Regions from separate parts of the Xenopus tropicalis genome. Here region 2 is linked to region 1. A link is a contact called in public Hi-C data. All regions are on one chromosome and are shown on one strand. The core of a region is the stretch at or near the end of the contact, and the rest is flanking DNA. Distances in the headings are between cores, read along the strand shown. Region 1 has its middle 84 kb from the start of dact1. Region 2 has its middle 25 kb from the start of dact1.

Evidence for each region. A called contact is a pair of places that touch in the nucleus more often than the background predicts.
Region 2: a Hi-C map of tailbud embryo shows a contact between it and region 1, with 2.2 times the contacts expected there. The contact joins two enhancer-like sites. A contact is called at or near these places in 3 of 5 Hi-C or Micro-C datasets (gastrula embryo, neurula embryo and tailbud embryo).

What each region holds. Positions count from the first base shown.
Region 1 is chr8:103,238,660-103,241,854 of UCB_Xtro_10.0, forward strand. No RefSeq gene overlaps it. Among named protein-coding and RNA genes, the nearest start is that of dact1, 84 kb to the right of the region's middle. Within about 2 kb of position 1,927, at least 3 of the 11 cell types and tissues checked have an H3K27ac peak or open chromatin away from gene starts, as enhancers often do. A contact at or near this core is called in gastrula embryo and neurula embryo, where this site is marked.
Region 2 is chr8:103,297,158-103,300,746 of UCB_Xtro_10.0, forward strand. No RefSeq gene overlaps it. Among named protein-coding and RNA genes, the nearest start is that of dact1, 25 kb to the right of the region's middle. Within about 2 kb of position 2,319, at least 2 of the 11 cell types and tissues checked have an H3K27ac peak or open chromatin away from gene starts, as enhancers often do. A contact at or near this core is called in gastrula embryo and neurula embryo, where this site is marked.

The sequences.
Region 1 (3,195 bases), core at 677-3,176:
TGACTCAGTGTGCCTAAAGGTGGCCCTACAAGCCCAGGTTCAGTAAGGCCAATTCGTCAAGATGCAGGAGCAGCATGAATGTTACCCATTGTGTGCTCACATCACATCTATACTACTCTTTCCCTAACTGGCCACAACTTTCCCTATTACCTACCATACACATAAATACCTTTACAGCATTAGAAAGGGCATGGGTTACTGTATGTAACTAGAGAAATGATCAGTTGAAGAGGCTGGTTATTGAATACTCCAACTATAGCTTTAGCTTGTATTTGCTGACATACTGTACTGTATAGCTGTGCCAACATAGGCATTGCCATATACTAACCAAAACCGTGCAGGTTCATTTTTGTCTAATGTGACTTTTCAATTATATATTGTTTTTTTTTTTAAAAATAAGATATCATAGGTAAAAAGTCTGCATATAAATTGTTAATATAAGTAGTGATGCTAAAACAAGAATATTTCTTTAAGAATAAATGAGTAGAATGACTCTACAGCTCAAATTCTTGGGTTTGGTTAAGAGCCCTAAAAAGAATAAAGCTTGGACACACGCTGAGCACCAGGTGCAGCACTGAAAGAGACAAATTTTTCTTTGATTCTTTTTAAAATGTATTTTTATACTTTTCCATAAATGTTCCCAATAGGAGGCACGTTTGAACAGATTCTTAAAATACTATACAGCGCTCTGCCAAATGCTGGAAACAGAAAGGAATATCTAGACCAAATGCTACATACTTTTGCTATCAGAACAGCTCAAACTGCCAGCAGTCTGTTTCATATTTAACCACCGCTTGCTTTCTACATATGGTTGCAACCAATTAGCAAATTGAGAATTACCCACAGCATTCACTGGATATTTTCCTTCCTTTCTGCATATTGAAAACAATAGGCTGTGCTTTTTGGGAAGACAAGGGAAAATGGAATGTCACAGTTTACGTACATGTATAGTATTTATATATTTGGCATGATGGTGATGGAAGTGGTGGTGAAGGGTGGCTATGAGTATGAGCTTGCCAGGTAACATTGCCTTAGGCAGCAAGCAACACTACTTGGACTGACTCTGGCCTTTTGATTCCATTTTTATTCTAAAACCCTTGTTTGTTCAATAATCATAAGACCCTATTTATTATATAATAATGTAAATGCTATGTAAGTTTAATATATAAATGGTGATCACTAATAGTGATTTTTTCCTAAAAACAGAAGACACCAGATTTATCTAATATCGCCTCCTTGAAAGGAACAAACCTTTGTTTGTTAAATTATGTTCAGACCCCTGTGTGTTAGAAATGAATGTAAAGTGCTATGTAACTTTACTATATATATGATAATGGTGATGTTCACCAAAGTGTATTGTGATCATGTGACCCTGCCTATTCAAACTTAAGATGGCCATACATGTTAAGATTTGCTTGTTTGGCGAGGCCACCAAATGAGCGGATTGGAGGACTGCATCAATGAGCCAAAGCAGTCCCACCTTTACTTGCACATAGGGTGTTCCATGCCTCTGTTTACTTTACTTATACTAAGGATTAAAAGATACTATTGCATTTCTGTTTTAACTCACTATTGCCTATTTGTTTCAACTAAGGATAATTTAAACACATTTGCTAGATTCTTGTGGATAGTAATTCTGCCTAAAAACAGAAGACGCCAGATTTATCTGATATCACATCCTTGAAAGGAACAAATGCTTTGCCATTTCTTTTGGAGTGTTACTGTGTCTAAGGGCCTGTTTATTTTAAGGGGACTTGTCTGTGTAACAAGGATTGTCAGAGTTAGCTGTGATAAGCCTTTGAGTTTAAACTACAGAGCAGAGAGCTGTAATTAAAGCTTTCTCTGTTTTTCCAGGTGACCTGCATGAAGGCAAATCCAAAGTTTCACACTCTGGGCTTAAGTCTAAAAACAAAACCATTGTTAATGATTTCAAAAGCCCCAAGCAGCCCCTCTAACCTCAATGCTTCAGTGTGTCTCTGCTCTCCCCCCACCCTCTAGAGTAGGCATTGGAAGTGGTGTGTTCTCTGCAGCTGTATAAGCTTGTAGGGGACAAAATACTGAGAAAAGGGACAGACAAGGGAGAGACAAGTAGAAAAGCTAGGTCCCAGAATGTCTGATAGACTGAAAAGAAAAAAGTATATCAAGCAATTTAGGAAGATGCTTCAATAACCAAGGAAGACAATGATGGTGGAATGCATTATAATCTTAAGTGGGAAAAGTGAATGCTGCTTTAGTGCAAGTACTCAGATATTGCCAGAGAAGAAAGGAAAGAGTAGTATCTCTGTCCCCAGAAGAATGGGTTTGGGATACAGACTTTTCAGCAGCTGGGAAGCCTGATCTTCAGAAAGGTTGCAGATATTTGCTAACAATTAAGGTCCCCATACATGGGCAGATCCTACGGGTGGGCGATATTGGGAGAATCCAGGGTAATTCGATCGTTTGGCCCTGGGGCCAAACGATCGAATTATAATGAAGGGCATAGGCAAAGTTGATCCGCGGACCGCATCAATGAGCTGATGCGGTCCCCGATATGACTAGATTTTCTAACCTGCCCGATCGATATCTGGCTGATTTCAGGCCAGATATCGGTCGGGCAGGCCCGTCGGGAGTGCCCATACACGGCCCGATTAGCTGCTGAATCAGTCTAAGGGACCGATATCGGCAGTTAGAATCGGCTCCTGTATGGGGACCTTTAGATACAATGGGAGCAGATGAGACATTTGATGTTCACTGTGGACTTCAGCTAGAGGGGTTTTCCACCCAGCCAGATTAATATCTGTCTGAGCCTCAGTCAGACATTTATTAGAGAGGGTGTTATTTTGGGTATTGGCCCATATTTAGGCACCTTAAGGATCTTTGGACCTTTCAGAAGGAACACAAAAGGAGTAACTGAAAGCTTGCAACATAACTAAATGCCTCCACTTATCATGAACTCTTTACAACTATTTATTTTACCAAAGGGGTACTTTCTTGCATTGGAAGGTATTTGAAGGCAATACATAAATAATTTTGTCAATGTTTACTGAAATAAAAAAGCAGGGAATGTTTGCTTTAAAGCCAGTGATTGATGGGACAGTCAGACAAGATGGTTAAAATAATAAAAGTAGTAAGTTCAGCTACAATATTTTACTAATAGCGCCTCACCAAACTCTGTCGACCCCAGTCCCCACCAAAGTTACAGCTAAGTTTTAAATG
Region 2 (3,589 bases), core at 1,069-3,568, 59 kb after region 1:
TGACAATGGGGGTGATTCTTTCTTGCAAACCATAAGCATTAGGATGTGAGGAATAGGACAGGTGACCAAATAGGTCTTGCTTTTATCATAATGGATTCAATGTTTGCCTCGGTCCTTTGGGGACAAACCCAAAAGGATTACTGGGCACATTACATTCATATTGTTCTGTGCAAAAGAACACACGGGAATGCATTGCAAGACAACCATTCATAAACATACTCTTTGGTACTAACATCCTTTCCATTTTTCTGAGCTGGAATAAATCTTTCTAGCATGAAAAATAAATATTTAAATGGATGGAGATGTTTTACTGATACACTATCATTTCTCCTTTACAATTTGATAAAGCAGCTCCTCGGTAATTAGCTTCATTCATCCCTGCAGATTTGTACATGTATGAGACCTGTTATCCAGAATGCTCAGGACCTGGGGGTTTTTACGGATAAGGGGTCTTTCCATAATTTGGATCTTCATACTTTAAAGGTGGCCATACACGCACCGATAATATCGTACGAAACCTCGTTTCGTACGATATTCGGTGCGTGTATGGTATGTCGGCGAGTCGACCGATATCGCAGGAAGCTGCTGATATCGGCCGACTCGCCGATCGGACCAGTTTGAAAATTTTGATCGGGCGCCATAGAAGGCGCCTGACCAAAATCTCCCTTCAGCGCTGAATCGGCAGAAGGAGCTAGAAATCCTATTGTTTCTACCTCCTTACCTGCCGATTCAGCCCTGAATGGTGTGTGGCGGATCTGACGATGTTTCATACGACCATCGCCACATGTATGGCCAGCTTTAGTCTGCCAAAAAAACATTAAATAAACATAATAGAATTGTTTTGCGTCTGAAAGATTAATTATAGCTTAGTTGGGATTAAGTACAAGGCACTGTTTTATTATTACAGAGAAAAAGGAAATCATTTTTAAAAATTAGAATTGTTTTCTTAAATGGAGTCTATGGGAGATGGCCTTTGGAGGTTTCTGCATAACAGGTTTCCTGATAATGGTTCCCATACCTGTACCTACAGTGCGAGAAGCTGACACTGAAAATGAATATAGAATTTGGCCTGCAAATGCTTGTGTCTGATTTCCTCTCCTTCCGTGCAATGACAGGAAGGTATTCGAAAAGCTGGCCTTAAGGTGGCCATACACGCACCGATATTATCGTACGAAACCTCGTTTCGTACGATAATCGGTGCGTGTATGGCATGTCAGCGAGCCGACCGATATCGCAGGAAGCTGCTGATATCGGTCGACTCGCCGATCGGCCAGGTTAGAAAATTTTGATCGGGCGCCATAGAAGGCGCCTGACCAAAATTCTCCCTTCAGAGCTGAATCGGCAGAAGGAGGTAGAAATCCTATTGTTTCTACCTCCTTACCTGCCGATTCAGCCCTGAATGGTGTGTGGCGGATCTGACGATGTTTCGTGCGACCGACGGTCGTACGAAACATCGTGAGATCGCCACGTGTATGGCCAGCTTTAGTCTTAACCCCCTTCCTAGAGCGGCTTTCTATAAGAAGATAAGCTGACCAGGTCACCCTTTTAGCTGTAGAGAAGTAAAGGTGGCCATACACGCACCGATATTATCGTACGAAACCTCGTAGGAGGTAGAAATCCTATTGTTTCTACCTCCTTACCTGCCGATTCAGCCCTGAATGGTGTGTGGCGGATCTGACGATGTTTCGTGCGACCGATGGTCGTACGAAACATCGTCGGATCGCCACGTGTATGGCCAGCTTAAGACCTTTTGCATACATACTCTTAGCACACCCAAAGCTTTACATACGGAAATGACACCCAGTTTACTCTAAGGGCTCTGGCACACGGAGAGATTAGTCGCCTGCGATAAATCTCCCTGTTCGCGGGCGACTAATCTCCCCGAATTGCCATCCCACCGGCGAAAATGTAAGTATCCGGTGGGATGGCACACGCTGCGCAGGCGGAATGGCAATTCGGGGAGATTAGTCCCCGCAAACAGGGAGATTTGTTGCGGGCGACTAATCTCTTCGTGTGCCAGAGCCCTAAAAACTGCAACTTTGTAATTATTCGGTTAATTTTAGCCAGACTGTTTTTTTTTTTAAATGCACGGCTTTAAAAATGTGCCTGTGAGTCGGTTACTTTGCCTTTGTCCTCTTGAGTTTACATTTCTGAAATGTCCTTCAGATGCAACTGTATCTAGAGTGGATAATAAATCATTCAGTCTGTTTGGAGATACAATTGTTTGTAAAGTACCAGATAACGAAGGAGATGGTATATATTTCTTTGAAGTAGGTGTGTGCTACATGATTAGCAAGCAGCCTGACAGTAAACATTAGTCATCAACTCAACTGAGGGGAGAAGATAACTTTGGCTGCCATTTGCCTTAGGCTAGTGCCACACAGGGCAGATTCTTGGCCTGCGGATAAATACAGGCTGAGAATCCAACTCTATGCTGAATAGACTGAAGGATCTAAAAGTTGTCCTGTACCCAGAAGCGTTGCTTCAGCCTGGTTGCAGGCACATACAACTTATATTAGCCAGAAACTGCTTGAATATGCAGTTTCAGCCTGAAATACACTGCATGTGCCTGCACCCAGGCTGAAGCAATGCTTATGGGTACAGGACAACTTTTAGATATTGAAAGTGTAGGGGCATATTCTCAGTCTGCGCTTAACCGCAGGCCGAAAAACTGCCTCTGGCTGAGTGGCCATACAGGTCCATGGCCTATTTCCTTTGTTTCATTTCTTTGGTCCAATACCCAAAGAGTACTGAAAATGAAGTGTTTTGTCATCTGCAAGAAATTGCTGGTGACAAAATTGAAAAAAAAAGCTCTACTAAAGTGGCACACAGTTAAGTCAGTAAAACACATAATTGAGCGAAAATGGCCATATTCGCATTTTATGATTATGTTGTTTAACTCAGGGGTCCCCAACCACCGGTCCGGGGACCAGTGCCGGGCCGTGGGCTGTGCTGAACCGGGCCACCTCTGCTCCCAATTACCTGTGATCCCAACTCCCTGATGCATTACACAGCCATGACAATAGCTATGCGAAGCCCAGGAAGATTTCTACTGATTACGACAAGGACCAAAGTACTTTATTAAGCTGTATGTAATAATAATATTAATAGTAAAGTGCATAATATAAAATGTAACTAGCACTAGTTGCACCGCACACCCCATCCCCGGTCCTTGGAAAAACTGTCTTGCTTGAAACCGGTTCGTGGTGCAAAAATGGTTGGGAACCACTGGTTTAACTGACATACTCAAAGTGATATCAATGCACCACAATGAAATGGCAATTTTGGGTATATCTGTTTTCACATGGGGGGGGCAACCCGCGTGCCATTACACTAACTACAGAATATCAATGTAATGGTAGAATATGTCAGTTCTTAAATTGTGCAAAGACCTCTGTGGGCTAAAAGTAGAAAATCAAAACACTTACCTGTTCCTCTTAGTTCCTAAAAAGCAGCACATGTTTACACAATGAATATCAGGCTATTAAACTAAACGCTCCCTCCCATGGTTAGTTAAGGGCTGTGGAACACAGGGAGATTAGTCACGTCGAAACAAATCTCCCTTGTTGCGGGCGACTAATCTCCCTGC